Regions from separate parts of the Columba livia genome. Here region 1 is linked to region 2. A link is a contact called in public Hi-C data. All regions are on one chromosome and are shown on one strand. The core of a region is the stretch at or near the end of the contact, and the rest is flanking DNA. Distances in the headings are between cores, read along the strand shown. Region 1 holds the start of ZDHHC15 (zinc finger DHHC-type palmitoyltransferase 15). Region 2 holds the start of FGF16 (fibroblast growth factor 16).

Region 1 (3,354 bases), core at 320-2,819, 190 kb after region 2:
CTAACACAGATCTGCAGGTTTGACACCAACAGCTGGGAAAGTCTTACAAATTCTGAGGGGAAAAGAAAATGAAGAACAAAGAGGTGACTGGAAAATGTGGTAAATCACAGCAGGGTTGTATCAGAAGTACTTTCTGTTAGATAAATCGTTCTCTTGATGAGAAAACTAATTTCCCTAATGGGGCCAATATAGTAGATTTAATTAACTGCAGCCTTAACTGAAAAGGCATTACTGCATGTGGGAGTGAAGGGGATTCCTCCGGGAATTCAGAGGGGATTGTGGAGCAGACTGGAGGCGGGGGGGCTCTTTGTTGTTGATTTTGGTTGGTTGGTTAAGGTTTTTTGTTTGTTTGGTTGTTTGTTTGTTTAAATTTTGTCATTGTCATTTGTGGATTGCTTGTTTTTTTTAAATTTTCTTTGTTTATTCTATGGGGTTTTTTCTTCCTTTCTTACATTAAATGCCCCATTCCCAGGCTGTTGGAGGGGACACTCATTCTGTCCCACTGGTTGTCTTGAATCTGATCTTCCCCTGTATGCTCACCAGTGACCCAGGTTTGTGCTGAGGAAATTCGAGAGCAATACAAAGAAAACCAACATAAGCTTAATAGAACAAGGTACCAAATTGCATGATTAACAACAAAAAGAGCTTTCAGGGTAAAGATTTATCAGTCCAAGAAGATGCTCAGGCTAGTGTGTGTTATGGTACCTGCAAAGCACTTTTGCTACAGCAGGGACTTGGTTAAGCTGGACCACATGGAGAAAATTAAAACAAGTGCCAAAATGTTCAGGTTTTGAACTAGTTTACCTGGAATATTGTGTCCAGTTGTGGCCCCTCAGTTCCAGCAGGACAGGGAACTGCTGGAGAGAGTCCAGCGCAGCCACCAAGATGCTGGAGGGAGTGGAGCATCTCCCGTGTGAGGAAAGGCTGAGGGAGCTGGGGCTCTGGAGCTGGACAAGAGGAGACTGAGGGGTGACCTCATTAATGTTTACAGATATATAAAGGGTGAGTGTCAGGAGGATGGAGCCAGGCTCTTCTGGGTGACAACCAGTGACAGGACAAGGGGCAATGGGTGCAAACTGGAACACAGGAGGTTCAACTTAAATATGAGAAGAAACTTATTCTCAGTGAGGGTGACAGCACTGGCCCAGGCTGCCCAGGGAGGTTGTGGAGTCTCCTTCTGTGCAGACATTCCAACCCGCCTGGACACCTTCCTGTGTAACCTCATCTGGGTGTTCCTGCTCCATGGGGGGATTGCACTGGATGAGCTTTCCAGGTCCCTTCCCACCCCTGACACTCTGGGATTCTGTGATTCAGTAGCCTGAAGAAGAAGAGAACAGGGACTGTATGGACCGCGCCTCCGTGCGGGGACGGGGACCCGCTGGTGACACCGCGAGGGACGAACCGCGAGCGGGAACCACGTGCAGCAGATGGGGCCCTTTCCCGCTCCGCCAGGGGGCGCCGCGCCCAGCCCCGCCCCGCCCCGCCCCGCCCCGCCCAGGCCGCTCAGCCGATCGCCGATCGCCTCCGCCCTCCCGGCGCGCAGCCGCTGCCGGTGCGGCCCGAGCGAAGATGGCTGTGTCGCGGGGGCTGCGGCGCTGCCAGCGGGCGTTCGCCTGGCTGCCCGTCCTCATCATCGCCCTCGTCGTGCTCTGGTCCTACTACGCCTACGTGTTCGAGCTGTGCCTGGGTGAGCGCCCGGCGGGGCGGGGGGAGCGGGGCCCTGTCCTGTCCCGCCCCGCGGGGACCCGCCCGGCGCTGCCCCGGTTGGCCTGTGCGCCCCGGGTCGGAGTCCCGGCCGGTGCCCGCGGGACACGGCGCACAGCTCCGGGATGGGGAGTTGGTTTAGTTTCCTTTCTCCTCCGTGTGCGAGCGGGAGGTGCCGGGGGCGGGCCAGTGGTGCCACCTGCTCCCATCGCAGCAGCGCATCCGGTGGCCAGGAAACACCGAATCGCTGGTCAGGGCCATTGTGGGGTTAATTAGTGCGGGTTTTATGGTGTGCTGCCCAGTGCTGCTGTAAGATCTGTACCCTGGCTGGGCCGGGTGGGTGTTGTGGGCTCTTTTATTTAGTCAGGAGTCTGTTGGGTGATGCTGGAGACTGGGAGGTTTATACCCACGGTGAAAGTCCCTGTTGTTGCTGTAAGATGATGTTTAGACATGATTTCTGGTTTAAAGAGTGACAAAAATCAGTATGTGCCCTGCACTGTAGTCATGTTTGTAGATACGTAAAGGGTGAGTGTCAGGAGGACGGAGCCAGGCTCTTCTCGGTGACAACCAGTGACAGGACAAGGGGCAACGGGTGCAAACTGGAACACAGGAGGTTCCACTTAAAGATGAGAAGAAACTTGTTGGGGGTGAGGGTGGCAGAGCCTGGCCCAGGCTGCCCAGGGAGGTTGTGGAGTCTCCTTCTGTGCAGACATTCCAACCCGCCTGGACACCTTCCTGTGTAACCTCATCTGGGTGTTCCTGCTCCATGGGGGGATTGCACTGGATGAGCTTTCCAGGGCCCTTCCCGTCCCTGACATTCTGGGATTCCACAATTCTGTGATTTTTTAATATTCTGATAAAGTAAAACATAGGTTACGTGAAATCACACTCATGACTCAACTTGTTCCAGCAGCATGAAAAACAGTGCATTTTAGAAATAAAATGTTTAGTGCTTGTGTAGCTTAATGTGGCAATTTAACTGTGGAATAAGTTGCAAACTGCCTCGTGTTTATTTTATTCTGGTTTGGTGTGTGTGCAAAGACCTGTTACTAGAAGAAAGGATTGCTGGGTCTGGTGGAGGGAGGAGCTGGTAGCCTGGACTTTGGAAATGGTGAGGAGGAACGTGTGGCTCTTTCTCCTCAGGACGGGGAAAGCCAGGTAAATGAAGCCAGAGTTCTCAGGACAGAAGTTTGAGACCTTGCTGTGGAAAGATCTGCCTGCTGGTGCTGCACCGCACATTTAAATCAGATTTTTGTTAGGGTGCCTAATGCAGCAAGACCTATTGTTTTTTCCTCAGTGGAGACTCAAATGAAAAGCAGCTGCTCCAATCTAATTGGCAGCTAGGCAAAAGCCCCAAATTCTTCATGACATTTTATTCCATCTCTTAGATTGTGGGCTGTTCCAAAAATTCACATAGAACGATATCTCCGAGGTGTATGTAACTGTCAGTTAGAGAATGTGCCCAAAAAATCAGGATTTTTCAGAAATGCTGTCAGTCTTTTGAAATATGCTTTGTTTGCAGTTCTGTGCAAATTCAGTGATATTTAACGCTGGTTAATTCTAAGTTTCAATGCAGATATTAGAGAAGACTCTGCTGGTGTAAGTAAGGTTTTGGTTGGGCCTGTGTTGTTCTGCAGGAGCTCATCTTGC
Region 2 (3,219 bases), core at 583-3,082:
AGATAAGTAAAAAGAACTGATAGAAATACTACGTGGCAGATTGAACTAAAACCAAACATACAATGGGTTTGCTTTCAGTTTCTTTTAACATGGAAACCTACCATGTATTGCATCGTGAAAGGTTAAAAGATATGTGTCTTTTGGGAGGTAATTAAAGAACACTTGCCCCACGAGCCTATTTGTACCTGACTCTGACCCACAGGTTATGGCTTTCTTGCCGATTTAGGCAGGGACACACTCTGCACACACCTGGCGTTTATGGAAAGCGCAATACGGAGATAAGCTTCCCCAATTGTTCCAAAAAACTCGCCTTAAACTACCAACAGCAGCAGCATTCCTGAAGTATCAGAAAGGATGGGTTGCAAACAAGTAAAGCCAAAAAAAGAATTCTTTTCACTGAGGAGTTAAATCACCTGAAAACTATAAAAACTCTTCCAAGCACTCCTTGCAACCTGTTGACAACACAGCTGAGATCACCGGTATGGGACTTGTTGATAGCTTGCACAGACACCTGCACTAGATGCTGAAGTAGCGGGAATTCTTCTTAGCTGTGCTCAAACTTACTGCACTTCTTTGCCTGTGGCTTGGGATGCATTTTTTGAAGATTACATACAGTCTCATTAGAGATCCCTGCTCTTGTGTGACACCGATACAGGCGCTGCAGTCTTCCAGCTGTATCCCAGGTGGCAAGGTAAATCCACGGTGCTCTGCCTATTGTTTCATCTTCTCCTTTCTTTCCGAGCTCCCCTAAGCATTTTTCCCGCTTCGGCTTCCACTTTCCTTCCCAACAACCTCCCCAGACTGAGCTCCTGACACCTATCCAGCAAGTGATCCCTGCCCGCTTTGCGGAGACACTCTTCTAATGAAATTCATGCAAGTAAAAGAAATCTGCTCACAAATATCTGCAGAGAGCAAAATTAAAACAAAACAAAACAAAAACAAAAACGAGGAGGGGGGGGAAAAAACCCACACAAACAAAAACTCAAAAAACCAGGACATGAAAAAGCTAGGAATTTCTTTTTCCAACGTACTCCCTCCTTTCTTCTGTCTCCCTCACACTTCAGAGGCACAGCTAGAGCTGGTTACCCCCCCACCTTTTTTTTGGGGGGAGGGGGGTTTTCCCCTGCTAAGGCACGTTTTTGTGCACCTGCAGGCTGAGCACCGGGAGAGTAGGAAATTGGAAATAAAAGCTCCCGCATTGCTGCGGAGTGAGCGCATTTCTTTAGGAATCTAATTATATCTGTCCCGGGATGATTTATATTAGCGGGGCAATGAGTTCGGTACGGGGCGCACCTGCTCCCGGCACCCACCCAGCCGCCCCTCTTACCGAAGCGGCTGTGGTCCTGCCGGGTGCCGTGCACCGTGCCGTTGGGGAAGATCTCCAGGTGGAAGCCGGTGCGGCAGTAGAGCTGCCGCCGCCGCAGGATGCCCTTGAGGTGAGCGAAGTCGGTGGGGGAGCCCCGCTGCAGCCGCCCCTCGATCTGCCCCAGGCGCTCGTTGAGGAAGCCGGGGGAGTCGGCGAGGGGCAGCCCGCCGCCCAGCGCGGGGGGGAAGCCGTGCAGGTCCGGGTCCAGAGCGCCCAGGAAACCGCCCACCTCGGCCATGGGGCCGCGGCCCGCGGGCGGGCGCGGCGCGGAGCGGAGCGGCCCCTCAGAGCGCGGGCTGCGGCCGCCCGGCCCCGCGCTGCCGGCCCCGGCCCGGCCCCGCGCTGCCCGCGCCTCCCATAGCTGGATGTGTCCCGCGGTCGGATGCAAACTGCACTTTATATACGTACACACTCCCCTTACATTGACATATTGGATATTTAAATGCAAGCCACACCTCACTGGCATCCTCTTTGGCTATTGCTTCCCCCCCCCCCTTCTTCTCTGATCCATTTGGCTTTTTTTTTTTTTTTCCTTTCAAGAAAAAAAAAAGCCAGCTTCACTCCCTCTTTTATTATGAAAAAAATGGCAGGAAAAAGCTACACATCGCAGTGAGGCATAACAGCTCTTGGCAGGTCCCCGCGAAGCCGCCGATGAAATCATGGAGCCCCCGCACGCAGCCGGGGATGCAGCGCGGCGCTCCCGCCCGGCTCTCCCGCCCCGCCGGCCGCCCCGGGCCGCTCCCGTCCCCCCGCAGCCGCGTCCCCGCAGACCCGGCTCGGAGGCGGCGGGTCGGGCAGGGTCTGTCAGGGTTCCCCTCTCCGCCCTTGCCCCCAAATGGACACGGGGAAAATAACACGTGAAGGGAGGGCTAGAGAGACGTTTTTCAGGTGAACGTGTGAAAATGGAAAGCGATCTTTTCGCAAAGCGATCCCGCGGGCGCTGCGGCCGGTTTGCAGGCGGCGGGAGGTGAGGGAAGGAGGGAGGGCGAGCGGCGCTGCCCGGGCTCCCTCCCCACCTTCCCCATGTTGGAAACAGGTGTTTCCGCGCTCTCCCCGGCCCGCCGACACCGTATCTGTGACGGCAGCTGCCGGCCGCGCTGCAGACAGACGGAGTCAGGCTCGGGGAGACGGGGGGGCCGGGCCGGGGGGACACAAACACAGACGGGCCCGGGAGGGAGGGCGCCCCCTCCGCTCCGGCCCCGTCCTGCCCGCCAGGCGGCGCTGCTGCTCGCGCCATGGCCGCCGCGCTCGCCCGCGGCGCAGGGGAGCGGACTGGGCCTTCATGGCCCTGAGGTAAAGTGTCTTCCATGCCCTGCTGGGAACCAGAGGCAACCACAGACAAACCCCCGAGTCACCAGCCCGCTGCTCTGGGGGTACCAGTCTCCAGAGCTGAGGTGCAGTTTGGTGCCCCTCTCAGCAGGTCACCCCTGCGGTGTGTCCCCACAGTGGTCTCATCTCAGTGGGGTCTCTCCCTCAGGGGAGATCCCCTCAGCAGGGCTCTCCTCAGCAGGGCTCTCCTCAGCAAGTCTGCCCCATGGTGGATCTCTGTTCTCTCAGCAGGTCTTTCACCTCAGAGAGTTCCCCACAGTGGGTCTCCCCCGTGGTGGGTATCCCCTCAGTAGGTATCTTCCTCCAGCAGGCCTACCCATGGTGGGCATCTGTCCCCTCAGCGCGTTTCTCCCCCACAGTGGGTTTCTCCCCTCAGGAGGTCTTGCCCTACAGCAAAGTGCTTCTCCTCACATCCACCCCAGCGTGAGGGTTCAAAGGGCCCTGACATGCAGCCTCCTTTCCCCGCAGGCCCGGGCAGTGCTTTGTTGTGAAGATAGGAAGGGAATTGTGATATGACGACATGG

What was found. A called contact is a pair of places that touch in the nucleus more often than the background predicts.
Region 1: a Hi-C map of crop shows a contact between it and region 2, with 2.9 times the contacts expected there. The contact joins the promoter of ZDHHC15 here to the promoter of FGF16 in region 2. A contact is called at or near these places in 2 of 2 Hi-C or Micro-C datasets (crop and liver).

What each region holds. Positions count from the first base shown.
Region 1 is chr12:18,225,941-18,229,294 of bColLiv1.pat.W.v2, forward strand. ZDHHC15 (zinc finger DHHC-type palmitoyltransferase 15) reads left to right here and starts at 1,570. Exons shown (of 12, transcript XR_010475730.1): 1 at 1,570-1,687.
Region 2 is chr12:18,038,691-18,041,909 of bColLiv1.pat.W.v2, forward strand. FGF16 (fibroblast growth factor 16) reads right to left here and starts at 1,833. Exons shown (of 3, transcript XM_065078011.1): 1 at 1,328-1,833. The coding sequence starts at 1,832. LOC110354971 (a long non-coding RNA gene) reads left to right here and starts at 1,128. Exons shown (of 11, transcript XR_010475732.1): 1 at 1,128-1,436; 2 at 3,164-3,219.